Regions from separate parts of the Macaca mulatta genome. Here region 1 is linked to region 2. A link is a contact called in public Hi-C data. All regions are on one chromosome and are shown on one strand. The core of a region is the stretch at or near the end of the contact, and the rest is flanking DNA. Distances in the headings are between cores, read along the strand shown. Region 1 overlaps RBPJ (recombination signal binding protein for immunoglobulin kappa J region). Region 2 has its middle 72 kb from the start of SMIM20.

Region 1 (7,107 bases), core at 450-2,949, 440 kb after region 2:
TGATTTTATTTCCCATGTCAATGCAATAAGCTAAAGACATGAAGTATAGTAATAGTAATCTGTAAAGCTTTGCAGTTGAGACAAATTGTAATAAAAAGGGTAACATTAGGGAATGAAGGGCATGAAAAACAGAGCAGGAGACAGAAGCAAGCACAAGATCTGAATCAGCATTTATTCATTTTTTTCTCTTCTCATTCATTTTCTCTGTTCCAAGGATGATGTTTGTTTGCTTTAGTGTTAAATGCTTGTACTGCAGAAGCACAATTTAGGAGGATGATTCTGATCCCCAATAATTTATAATACAAACCACTTAGAAGACAGGCCCAAATTTAAAACAGTGTTTTCATTTATAGTTGTTTGTAAAGTACCAGTAGTCTGCCTTACTTGAAAGTCGTCATTAATTGAAGTTTTTACACTCAAAACTGTATGGCTTTATATTAAAATGTTGCAATAAAACATTAACTTACTAGAAAAAGTTGCAGTACCATTATTAAGATGCTGATAAATAAATCTTTCTAGGGGTTTCATGACTGAGGAATTCTGACATGCAAAGTCGAGTGCCTCTCCTCATGGAGTTTACATTTTGGTAGGGTGATAAGCCAGATATCCATGTAAAGGATTTATGTAGTGATGAGAAGACAAAACAAGATAATAAAAGGATAGAGAATTGGAAGAGCGCTTAGAGAGGTCAGGGAAGTCTTTTTGAAGGCGCAGTATTTGAAGAGACCAGAATGAAGTCAAAGAACTGCCAACTGAGGGAGGAGCATTTCAGGCAAACAGAACAAGTACAGAACTGAAGGCAGGGGATGTGTGATGACTAGTAAAGAAACCAATGGAGCTGGAGTGGAGGGAGGAGAGGTCAAGTGGCAAGAACCGAAGCTGTAAGATTAGTACTAGGCAAGATCTTGTAGGATCCCTCTCTGTATCTAGGGTTAGGACTTCATATTATCTCTCTATGTTAGAAGGCCACTGGAGGGTTTTAAACATAACGGCCCATTTTTGTTTAGAAGCATACGTCTGGCTGCTGGATGAAGAAGAGAGCATAGTGATGTGGCCGTGGAAGCAGAGAGACAGGTGCTTGGATTGTGGTCGTAATTGAGGCAGGAGTTGATAGTATCTTAGACCCAGGATCATAGTAGTAAGGTGTTGAGGGGTGACAGATTTGTTTGAAAGTGGACCTGACGGAATTTGCTGGGAGATTGGATGGTTGGATATGAGAGAAAGCAAAGCATTAAGGATAACTCAAGGTTTTTGGATTGAGTGAATGTTGGTGCCATTTATTGATCTAGATGAGTTGGGGAAGGATCAAGTTTAGGAGGAAATCAAAAAATCTGTTTTTGATATGGTAAGCTTGAGATGCCTGTTAGACATCATAAGTGGAAATGTTGAATAGGTAGTTAAGTGTACATACAAGTTGAATGCAGGAGAGAAGATAAGTCTGGAGATAATTAATTTAGGAGTTGTCAACCTTTAAATTTTAAACAGTATAGATTATAAAGAGCGGAAAAGAGGGCTGAGAACTCGCCTCTGGGCACTCTAAAGGTCAGTTGGAGCAGGTGTGGTTCTGAAGGCAAAATGTGTTGAGAGCTTCTGAGAAAATGAACTAAAATGTGGACAGAAAAGTGTCATGAGATACATCTGTCTGGAAATCCTTGGTGGCTTTGAAAAGCAGTTGTAGTGGAGTCTTTGAGATAAAAGGGGAGAGGCTGTAGGAGATGAGACAGGAAGAGGCATTTCCGGAGGAACAGGTAGTGAGAGGGAGGGCAGGCATGTAGTCAGGGCTTTCTTTACTTTTGGTTCTGAGGTGAGCGATAGTTATGTTTGTATGTTGTTGGAAGTGATGGATAGAGAAGGAAACTAAGAGTAAAAGTTCCGTGTCCAATCTTGCTCTTCATCATCATCATCTCCTTAGCCATTAATTCTAGGTGTCAAGTGTCATATAGGGTTTGATAGTATTATCTTTCAGATATTCATGTGTTTTGTGGACTAGTTGGATTATAAGATTTAGAGATCATTTGGACAGGCAGCCAGCCCTGGGATCAGGACATATTCTGGTCCTTCAGCTACTAAACTGGTAATTTTTAGCAATTTATCTGACCTTTCTAAGCCCATTTTGTAATCTATAAAATGAGTTTAATTTTGTTATGTTTTTAAATACGTAAGTTTTGGATAATGGATATAAGATGTTTGCACTGACAGTAGCCTTCTAGAGATTTTTCCGTTTGATGTTGGAATATTTGTCATTTTATGCATATTATTGGAAAATATCATCAGAACTTGCTATTCAAAATATGGTCTGTAGGCCAGCAGTATTAACATCGCCTGGGATTTTGTTAGAAATGCAGAATATCAGGCCCCACAAGGGTCCTGCTAGATCAGAACCTGTGTTTTTCACAAGAACCCCAGCTCATTTCAGTGCGCATTAATGTTTGAAAAGTACTGACCTAGAAAACAAGTGCCTGCCTGCCTGATTTTTTTTTTTTTTAGATGTTCAGGGAAGAGGGTAACAATTTCTATATTCTGACCTGCTTGCAATCTAAAAGTGTTTTTCATTCCTAGTCTTTTTGTTTGTGAATGTTTTTATATAGTAGGCATATGACAAATAACTGATGTATTATTATACAGTATATAACTTCTATGTACTTTTGATGTACACAAGGAAAATCCTTTCCATGTATTGATGACCTTTTATTTCTTAATTGTCAAATATAGATAATTAGGAAAGTTGATAAGCAGACCGCATTATTGGATGCAGATGATCCTGTGTCACAACTCCATAAATGTGCGTTTTACCTTAAGGATACAGAAAGAATGTACTTGTGCCTTTCTCAAGAAAGAATAATTCAATTTCAGGTATGTTTTTAAATTACTGGTGAAATCTAAAATATACAAACTGTGAGGTTATCATCTTGCAAAAATATGAAATTTTCATTTGCTGTTAATTATATACAAATGCATGAAGCTATACACAGATAGGGATCTCAGGTATGAGCATCCTTAACACACAATCCTCAGACATGCAAGCAATCCTTCCTCAAGGAAGAACTCAAAATTATGAAAACGTTCTCAGAGAAAGAGTTAACATCTAGTTCTAGGGTTCTTAGTTGAAGAACAAAGAGCCCCTCAGGATATCCAAAAATAGATTTTCAGTGCTCATTGAATCTTCTGAAATTGTGTGCAAACATTGTATAGACGAAGCATTTTTCTGGGTGAAGGCTCAAAATCTCATCAGATTTACATCGTGGTTTCCCAAGATAGTAACGATGACATGCTTTAAAAGCTAATGTTTTACATTTACTCAGAAGGCTTTCATGAGGTTATGACATGGGCAGATGATTTAATAAGATAGTCACAGTTTCATGTGAAACTCCTTTCCAGAGAGATGGCCACACACACACTGATGGGCATGCTGAGTCCCTGGTCTAGGTGTGTTAAGGAAGGGGTAGGTGCTTTGCCTTCCCATCTTGATTCCCTCCTATAGAACGTGCATAAGCTTCTAGCTGTTGCCTAAGCATGAGGACCCCCATTCTCTTTCTTAGGAGTTCCCGAAGAGTTTTAAACAGCCATTTACATCACAGATATTGACCTGCTATTAATGAAATTTGTACCTGCATTGGTGTACTCATGGTTGCTCTGAAAGTTATTATTATTTAATATGTCACTGAAATAGTTTGTATTATAAGAAAAACTGCTGTCTGTGGGGTTTCTGTATTAGTATTCTGTTTGTGTTTATGTAGGGATGGGCAAAACACCATGCTTTAGAAAGTTTATAAGTTTTTACTGAATTCTCTTAACTCTTGTCTGAGTTAAGAGATGCAAACTGTATAAAACTGTATGCAAACTGTATAAAACTTAGTTTCTAAACTTCTTTCTTTATTAGGCCACTCCATGTCCAAAAGAACCAAATAAAGAGATGATAAATGATGGCGCTTCCTGGACAATCATTAGCACAGATAAGGCAGAGTATACATTTTACGAGGGAATGGGCCCTGTCCTTGCCCCAGTCACACCTGTGCCTGTCGTAGAGAGCCTTCAGGTGAGACTGCCTAGTCTAAGTTGGCCTTTAGCTCTTTGCAGCTACTCTCAGCTATGACTTGGCATCATTTCATTTCATGGGAGTTTTGATTTTTCTCCAATTGTGTGATTTGGGGATTTTTATATTCACCATTTGTTGATTTTTAAAAAAACAAAATTAGGAGGAGCATACTTGCCAGAAAATTTAAATTTAAATAAACTTGTGTGTTATCTTGAAATGTTTTTAGCTAGCTTTGTAATAAAAAACATTTTAATTGCCCTTTTTTTTTAAACAAATGGAAGTTGAATGAGAATTTAATTTGTGTACTTTAATGAAAAATGAAAAGTTTTCTCAGTGTTGTGATTTTCTATGAATTGCAGTTGAATGGCGGTGGGGACGTAGCAATGCTTGAACTTACAGGACAGAATTTCACTCCAAATTTACGAGTGTGGTTTGGGGATGTAGAAGCTGAAACTATGTACAGGTATTTGATAAAACTTTTTACATCATCCAGAGGTTGTGAGGGGTGTGGGTACAGGAGATTCTTTCCTGGCATTGATTGTAATGTATTAAACAACCTTGTCTTAAGTCTCATTTTTAACATGTACTTTGCTTTTTAAAGTGCTTTTAAGTGATTTATATTTCCTCCTCAGGTGTGGAGAGAGTATGCTCTGTGTCGTCCCAGACATTTCTGCATTCCGTCAAGGTTGGAGATGGGTCCGGCAACCAGTCCAGGTTCCAGTAACTTTGGTCCGAAATGATGGAATCATTTATTCCACCAGCCTTACCTTTACCTACACACCAGAACCAGGGCCGCGGCCACATTGCAGTGCAGCAGGAGCAATCCTTCGAGCCAATTCAAGCCAGGTGCCCCCTAATGAATCAAACACAAACAGCGAGGGAAGTTACACAAACGCCAGCACAAATTCAACCAGTGTCACATCATCTACAGCCACAGTGGTATCCTAACTACCGTCTTTTTGCTAGGACTTAAACTGACTTGAGTGTGGCAAAAAGTCAAAAAAGGAGAAAAAATGAACAATCTTTTGTGGTTTCTTGGGAACTTTTCATACCAGGTGATACTATTCAAAAACCCCGTTATCTCTCTGCAAGTGCTGATTTGAAATGCAGAAGCCACAGTTTAAAAAAAAAAAAAAAAAAAAAAAGTCAAAATGTACAAACTATTGGAAATCAAGTTTTTCAACTGTTTGGTTGGTTGGTTGGTTGGTTTTTGTTTGGTTTTGTTTAAATGGGCAAGAAGTAAATAATGTGGCTGGAATACAAGTTGAACAAACTAGAAGACACAAATCTAACACAGTTTTTATGGACCAAGGAACTTGTATATTGTATAAGCTTTAGTAAAAGGTACATTTTCACCATACCTTTTTTTATATCACGGTATTATAGTACACCTTGTTACCAAATAGGTTGTTCTCTTCCCCACTTACCTTTGAGCTTTTGCTCTAAAATACATTCAGGTTCCAAGCCTGACCATGCTTGTTTAATCTAATTGTCATACTCTTCCAGGTTTTTTTTTTTGGTCTAGGCTGGAACTTTTTTCTTTTATTTTCAGCTGAAGTCTTAGGACTTTTCGTGAGTCAAAATTGTTTGGATTTCAGCAAGTCAAATCTTGTAAAGGCCTATGTATTTTTTTTTAAGATTATATGAAGTCTGTGCAAAAGCTTTAAAAAAAAAATGCCTCTGCCTTGCCTGCAATACATGCAATGTATGTTAACTTAGTCTCTCTTCTCAGACACTGTTGGTAGTAATTTCTGTGTGTTCCTTTTTTTTTTTTTTTTTTTAAATGGACTTATAGTGGTTATCCAAGAGGTTCTAACATTCACATGCAATTTGGTGTGGCCATTTAGCCATTAATGAGTTAATGGCACAGAACATGTTGATATTTGAAGTGTTTTCTCCCCTTTTCCCATAACGTAAATACATAATGTGTGTTCCAGGATTTGTTCAGGTTTTTCCCCCCTCCTAATCTTGTACATAACTTGTATTATGTGTAAGTTAAACATTTTATTTTGAACTTGGAAAGTTCCCAGTGATTTCATTCAGCAGGGTATTTTCTGCCTTGTTGGCAAGTGACAAAAAATATGGGAAGTATTTGCTACCAGTTGGTAGATGGTGCCCTTATGGTAGAATGAGGAAAATGTCAGCAAAAGCATGTTTTATTATCTTTACTTTTTTGGGGGGGGGTTGAAGGGGGTAGCTAGCCAGAACATCATTGTAATCTTAAAACATAAGATGCTTTTATTAGATGATCAACTAAAATAGCTGGAAGACAGTACTTTAGAAACAGATAGTTGTAAGATTATAAAATGCAAATGTAACTTATGTTTTCATTTTTTTCTCTGCCTTTTTTGTTTGTTTTCTCTTTTCCAGTACTGAGCATCTCCACAAACATCTCCTAACTCAGAAAATGTTTCTTTTCTTTTCAGTTGAGATTTGGTTGCATTCAGGGTTGTATGTTGGCCTTGCATGCTAAACCCGCCAGTTTTACCTTGCTTTCATTCCTGAACTTTGGTTATGCTTTTGTTTGGTTTCTTCGAAATTGCAGCAGACTCATTGGGCTACATTTAGTACAGGAATCACATATGTAATGTTATACGACACAGTCTAGTAATACAATCATCCCTCTTAGAGTAAAAACTACCTCTAGATTGTGGTAAGCTTTTACTGTCCCATAAAACAGGAGCCACAGTACCTTATGAATGCAAAACTGTAACTTCCTACAGTGTTTCCCTACAGAACATTGTCTTTCTGGTGTCCTGGGCTGTTTTGAAAAAGTTTCCATTAATAGACTTTTTAGAAATTATTATTAGTAGCATTTTTTTTTTCAGCTTCGCTGTCTTCATCACTCACTCTATGCTCAGACTATGCCACTGTAAATATTCTTCCTAACATCTTTAAATCGCCTTTTCCTCAGTTTTCAAGGGGAAAGTCATTTGTAAAGCACGTTAGGTGATTAAATCAGTTATTGCAGTTTTCTCTTACTGCAAGCCTTTTTAATCACCCCCAGGCTGCATTTTATTCTGTATCGCCTTTTTTCTTCAAATCTGCTCCAGTCACTCACATCTCTCTTA
Region 2 (6,732 bases), core at 2,636-5,135:
CAAGGCCAAGGCGGGCAGATCACTTGAGGCCAGGAGTTCAAGACCAGCCTGGCCAACATGGTGAAACCCCGTCTCTACTAAAAATACAAAAATTAACCGGGTGTGGTGGTGTGTCCCTTAATTCCAGCTACTCAGGAGGCTGAGGCACAAGAGTCGCTTGAACCCGGGAGGCGGGGAGAGGGCACCACTGACCTCCAGCCTGGGCAACAGAGCAAGACTCTGTCTCAAAAAAAAAAAAAAAAAAGAAAGCCTGACTCCATAGCCTGAGCACAGAAGCGCTGCCTGGACCCCACGGCAGCCTACAGAGGAAGATCTCAGACCAGCTGAGGACTTCGATTCTCAGAGGTCACACCTCTTGCCCAAGGACATTGATGGGACAGATGGCAGAGCAAGAACTCCAAACCAAGTGTTCTGGCTCCCAGCCCAACCCCAGCCCGACCTCCTTCCATCGAAAAGGGAGCGGCAAAAGCTTCCAGGAAGGGAAAGGGTTTGAGAATAAGAAGCAATTTGACTTTCCCATGACATTACTGGGAGATTAATGAAAAAATGGTTCCCTCTAAGAGCCTCTGACACACGCCTTATAGGCAGGGCACCTGTGGTTCAGAACAACCCCAGACAAAGCTGGAGAAGAAAGCGGCAAGCTCGCCACCCCCCACAAAGATTCTCACTCTCCCCTGAATTCCCCTCTCTGCATCCCTCAGCTCCCTTCCCTTGCAACAACAAAACAGCCTTAATAAGACTCACACTTACCAAGTGACTACTGTGCTAGGCCCTATTCTAAGTGCTGGTTTCTTTGTTTTTGTTTTTGTTTTTGACAGAGGCTTGCTCTGTTGCCCAGGCTGGAATGCAATGGTACAATCTCGGCTCACCACAACTTCTGCCTGCTGGGTTCAAGTGATTCTCCTGCCTCAGCCTCCCGAGTAGCTGGGATTACAGGTGCCTGCCACCACACCTGGCTAATTTTTGTATTTTTAGTAGAGATGGGGTTTCACCATCTTGGCCAGGCTGGTCTTGAACTCCTGGCCTCAAGTGATCTGCCCGCCTTGGCCTCCCAAAGTGCTGAGATTGCAGGCATAAGCCACTGTGCCTGGCCCTAAGTGCTTTTATGTACTGATTTATTTAATCCTCTCAGCAACCTGTGGGCAGAGCATGGCATTATGACCCTTTCTATTTTATATATAAAGAAGTGAATGCACAGAAATTTGCCAGAAGTCACCTGGGAAATACTTGCTGCAGGCTGAATTTGAACTGAGGCAGCCCACCTCCCAACCAACCCGTCATCCGTTCTTCACACTGTGGAGTGGGTGGCTGGTAGGGAGTTCATGGGTTAGCTCTCCTCAGCTACCCCTTCACTTGTTCATTTGCTCATCCACCCAAGGAGAATTTAACACACTTATTTTGCTGACTCTGCCCCAGCCCCACACGGGATTCCCCCATCTAGGGCCTCCAGTCTTGGAAGGCAGGGAGACCCTTAGAAATGACAGGGACCCTATATAATAGGATTGTGTCCAAGAGGCTCCGAGGCAAAGAATAGGGGGATTCACAGCGTAAGACAGTCAAGGTTGGCTTGATAAAGGCAGTGGTGGATATGCAGGGTCTTGAAGGGTAGGTAGGTGTTTCCCAGGCAGATAAAGGGATGTTGCCTTTGGAACACAAGACAGAGCTATGGTGGGTATATGTGGAGATGAGAGTGGGGTGGTGAGGCAGGAGGAGAGCGCAGAGGAGAAGCTGGCTGGCTGGGTGCCATGCTGAGGAAGTGTTTCATCCTAGAGGCCATGGCATTTTAAAGCCCCTTTGGGGCTGGAAACAACATGGTCTTCAAACTCCATAGTGGCTTCCCATCATACATAGTCCAAAACCCAAAGTCCCTACTGTGGCCTAGAAGGCTGTACACGGTGTGGCCTCCCAGCCCAGGCTCCCATCTTTGCTCTCATCTCCCCGCCACTCTGCCCCTCAGTGTCTGCCCTCCAGCTATTCCTATCTTCCTGCTTTTCCTCAAACAGGCCAAACCTATGACCTAGACATTGGACTTGCTGCTCCCTCTGCCTGGAACTCTCTTTAGCGCAGTTTGGCTTAATCGGCTAATTACATTCAGCAGAGCTTTAGCATGGCTCTCAATAAATGCTTACTTGTTAAATGAATGAATGAGGTCTATTTTATGATATTTCGGTTCATTGAAAGTAAATATACAGACAGCTCTCAGCCATCTAACTGGGCTGAATAATGAACCAGGACACACTGTCGCCCTTCGGGCTGGCCTGATGGCCCTGTTAGGTCTGGACTGTCCCTGGGTTGCTAGCAAAGCCTTCTGAGCGGGTCTGGGCTGCAGTCAAAGCAAGGCTGCTTAGCAATTTGGCTCCTCAGCCTGAGGCTGCAGCTAACAACCCTGCTGCCACAAACATATCTCAGCAGCAGAAAAGAAGCCGTGAAATTGCCTGAATTGAGGAGCTGACGGGAAAATAAAAGGGGCCTGTCAAAATCCAACTAAACTAAAAGGCAATTCCTCCTTGCCACTGATGCACTTTTGATGCTTGGAAAAAGGGGAGAGAAAAGTCTCTTCCGCTTCCCGTCCAACCTATACCCTCCTTTCCTCTGTCGTCTCCCTGCACTCATAACAGAGAGGGACAGGGAGTCCTACAAGCTGATGGGTGACCGTGGCCCTAAGGCGAAATGAAATCACTGGCTGCGTTATTAGGGAAACATGTTCTTGACAATTCTGATCAAAATAGCAATAAAGTCTTTGAGGGGAAAGACAAAAAGCACTCTACTTCTCTCCCGGGTAGCAGAGTGTCAAATAAATTGTTTCAATAATTAGGAATTCATTCATGTCCATCCTGTGCTTGCCTCCTGTCTTTGTTCTTGGTTATTTCAGAACAAAACATAACTAAGGTGGGCTCCCAAATTTTGCCCCCTAATTCAGTGCTCAAGTTTATTTCTCATGTTATTAGTCTTTCCTGTCAATGATAACATCAGCTGGTTACAAATAAATCAAGGTCCTTTTCTAGCAGTTACTGCTGAAAGTTAATGTCTCAGGATAGGGCCTATTTCAGTACGTCTTAAACATGGAATGGAACAGCCAAGCCATTTACGCTCAGAATGCTGGTGAAGAAATTAGGGCTTAATGAATCCTGAAACAACCAGCTTCTTCTCTCCTATAGGGGGAAAAGAAAACATGGCTCGCAATTTTAAATGTGAACCAACAACTGGTTTACAAATTGTTATTTAGAGAGAGTGGCAGTGGGGGACTCTGGAAAGCAGATGCCTTCACACCTCAGGAGAGAGACTGTTTTCTTAGGAAAGGCAACAGTCGCCCCTGAGAGATTCTGATGATAAAATTTGGAGCCCATGTTTCCTACAATTCTGTGCATGAGAATGGCAGGTTTTAAATGCCCAGAATGTCCAATTTGCCAGGGGCCTCTTGGGGGTTAGGTAATTGCCTGGCAGCCTCTGCGGGTTCTACTGGCAATGGGCTCAGTAGATTTACTCCTTGAAGATCGCAAGGCAAAGTGATTTCCCAATATTTGCAAATTGGCAAGCTATGAAGGTTCTGAAAAAAGCAGATGGAGGTTGGAGAGCTCGGAGCAGGCGTCGGAAATCTCAGTTCAGAGAATGCGCGGGAGCCAGTTCTCCATCGGAGCGCTAGATGGCGCAAGCAGCTTGCCCTGGCTGAACCGCCTTCTCCCTCCCCATTCTCAGGGCGAGGCTGGCCCGTAAAGTGGCTGTGGAAAACACACACACACACACACACACACACACACACACACACACACACACACACACACACACACACACACACACCCTCACACACACACACCCAGAAAAGGCTTCCCGTTGTTTTAGGAGCACCGAGGGTGAATGTGGAAGGTGATTGGTGACACCTCTAGCTCTGGACGGCAGCACGTGGGCTGGCCGACAGGTTAGGAACCACGCTGTGTGCTGTGTTGCATTGCTCTCCAGGTGCTTTTGCGACGAAGGGCTGGTTTCCTCACTGAGACCTTTTTACCCTGCGTCAGCCTCAGCAGCACAGCCTACTCTCCGTCAGCTACCCGAGAGCTTCCCAAAAGATGGCACTCTGTTTTGGCAGAAACTACTTGTTGTCCCCTAATATCTGCTTTCTGCTACCTTAGTAATAGAACCTCCCTTCGTCTGGGAGCTCTGGGCAGCCAGGGACCACATAGCAGAGGACATCCGGGGATGGAAGTCATCACCACAGGACAGGGAGAGGCACTGAGGGGCTCTGTGGGAGGCTCAGATGGGACACTTGCCCACTTCCCAGCTTTGCGCATCCTTACGTGTGATATGAATGCTGGGCCTGAAGTCAGATATTATCACCCAAACTTGGGCGTCTCTGTGAACAAAGGGACATAAAGAAATAAGTGTATGGAACCTCAGGTTCATATTGTGGTTATTTCATGTTTTCATTCTTGATCAGTACCGGGACTTTCTGATGACAGAGTCTCACTCTGTCACCCAGGCTGAAGTGCAGTGGTGTGATCTCAGCTCACTGCGTCCTCCGCCTTCTGTGTTAAAGTGATTCTTCTGCCTCAGCCTTCCAAGTAGCTGGGATTACAGGCTTGTGCCACCACGCCTGGCTGATTTTTGTATTTTTAGTTGAGACGAGATTTCACCATGTAGGCCAGGCTGGTCTTGAACTCCTGACCTCAGGTGATTCCCTGGTCTTGGCCTCCCAATTAGCTGGGATTACAGGCGTGAGCCACTGCGCCTGGCTTCTGATTGTCTTTTTACTCTTTTTTGACCCTGTTCTGTACTCCAAAGGCAGCTGCTTTAATGTGATTCATACATATCTTTGAATTCATATTATCCATAGAAAAAAATCTGTGATCTTGAGCACACATGCATGCATGCCTGCACACACACACAGACACAAACACAAACACACATATTCAAAAAGTTTGAGTAAGAATGCACTTTTTAAAAAAAGCACCTAATCCAACATTAACGTTGCAAATTAGAAATCCAAAATCTAGGCTGGGTATGGTAGCTCATGTCTGGAATCCCAGCATTTTGAGAGGCTGAGGCGGGAAGATTGCTTGAGACCAAGAGTTTGAGACCAGCCTGGGGAACACAGCAAGACCCCATCTCTACAAAACAAATCAAAACATTAGCCAGGTGTGGTGGCGTGCACCTGTAGTCCCAGCTACTCGGGAGACTGAGGTCAGGGCTGCAGTAAGCAATGATCATACCTCTGTACTCCTCCCTGGAAACATAGCAAGACCCGATCTCTATAAAGTTAAAAAAAAAAAAAAGTTTTCATAAAAAAGAGAAACATCCAAAGTCTAAGAAGGACAGACAAAGAGCTTGAAGTTTCACACTGGGTTGGGACAGCACTTGCCTCCATCCCAGGCATCTTGATTCACAGGTCAGTACATCTTCCACCAGAGCAAGCATAGATTTTTAATTCACACAAATGAGTTATTAGTCTGGATCTAGCAAGAAAATTAGACACCACTCTAGGTCTTTCAAACAGAGGAAATTTAATATAGGGAATTGGTTACACAAGTTGATAGGCAAACTGAGAAGATAAATAGATGAACCACAGATTATCAACCTCAGGAAGCCACCTAGGGCTGGAGGAGCAATAGGAAGGATGATGCTAGTGCTTTATGACTGGGACTCCAATGTAGGGACCGCTGGCAGGATCTGAAACAATGGAGGAGGGGCCATCTGGCAGAAGGCAGAGCCAAGGAAGAGAAGCAGGGTTGTAGGAGCTACCAGAGGAAACAGACACAGAGGAACACCCTGGCTCTCCCGTCTCCCCCTCTCTAATCTTCTACCAGTTTCCCATTCCCTAAACCAACCCACAAGTCAGAGCCACGAGAGCTGGCAATTGTAGTTCCCTGGGATACAAGGAAGAGCAGAGGAAAGGCAGAGATTTATTGAGAACAAACTGGCAGTTTGGCATAGGCAGAATGGTGGTGTGCTGAAGGTCCTGCTGTATCAATGTTCGTGTGTGAGGCCAGGCAGGTGGTTCATACCTGTAATCCCTGCACTTTGGGAGGCCGAGGCAGGCGGATCACCTGAGATTGGGAGTTTAAGACCAGCCTGACCAACATGGAGAAACCAACATGGAGAAACCCCGTCTCTACTAAAAGTATAAAATTAGCTGGGCTCGGTGGCAGGCGCCTGTAATCCTAGCTATTCGGGAGGCTGAGGCAGGAGAATTGCTTGAACCTGGGAGGCAGAAGTTGTGGTGAGACGAGATCGCACCATTGCACTCCAGCCTCGGCAACAAGAGCGAAACTCTGTCTCAAAAATAAATAAATAAATACAAAAATAAAGTAAATGTCCGTGTGTGTGTGTGTGTGTGTGTGTGTGTGTGTGTAAGCATGTGTATACATTTAATACAGAATTGAGGTGAAGCATGTAGGCTGCCCGGTTCAAATCCCAGCTCCTCTGCTATATAAGATGATGAGCAGGTTACTGAATTTTTCCATGCCTCTCTTTGCACATTGGAGATAATGATGTTGTGTACCTCTTGGGATTTGGTGAGAACTGAATGAGTTAAGCTATGTCAAGTATTTGGAATGGGGCTGGGTACAGAGTGGCATTCGATGTCCTCTATTATGTTTTTTAAGATCTGCTCGCGTTACTGTGTATGTGCATCCAGTTTGTGGTTCCTCATTGCTGCACAGAGCCCCATAATGTGTGAGCACCACATTATACTTATCCAAGAAAGCACGAGCCAAGTCACTGATCCTCTGTCCACTTTCA

Evidence for each region. A called contact is a pair of places that touch in the nucleus more often than the background predicts.
Region 1: a contact with region 2 is called in a Hi-C map of CD4 T cells, with 4 times the contacts expected there. The contact joins two enhancer-like sites. A contact is called at or near these places in 3 of 14 Hi-C or Micro-C datasets (CD4 T cells, cortical neurons and liver).

The regions. Positions count from the first base shown.
Region 1 is chr5:25,465,647-25,472,753 of T2T-MMU8v2.0, forward strand. It overlaps RBPJ (recombination signal binding protein for immunoglobulin kappa J region), which reads left to right. Exons shown (of 12, transcript NM_001260693.1): 9 at 2,713-2,853; 10 at 3,881-4,036; 11 at 4,396-4,499; 12 at 4,669-5,178. The coding sequence ends at 4,984. Among named protein-coding and RNA genes, the nearest start is that of CCKAR, 59 kb to the right of the region's middle. Within about 2 kb of position 1,700, at least 5 of the 40 cell types and tissues checked have an H3K27ac peak or open chromatin away from gene starts, as enhancers often do. A contact at or near this core is called in CD4 T cells, where this site is marked.
Region 2 is chr5:25,021,311-25,028,042 of T2T-MMU8v2.0, forward strand. No RefSeq gene overlaps it. Among named protein-coding and RNA genes, the nearest start is that of SMIM20, 72 kb to the left of the region's middle. Within about 2 kb of position 3,886, at least 11 of the 40 cell types and tissues checked have an H3K27ac peak or open chromatin away from gene starts, as enhancers often do. A contact at or near this core is called in CD4 T cells, where this site is marked.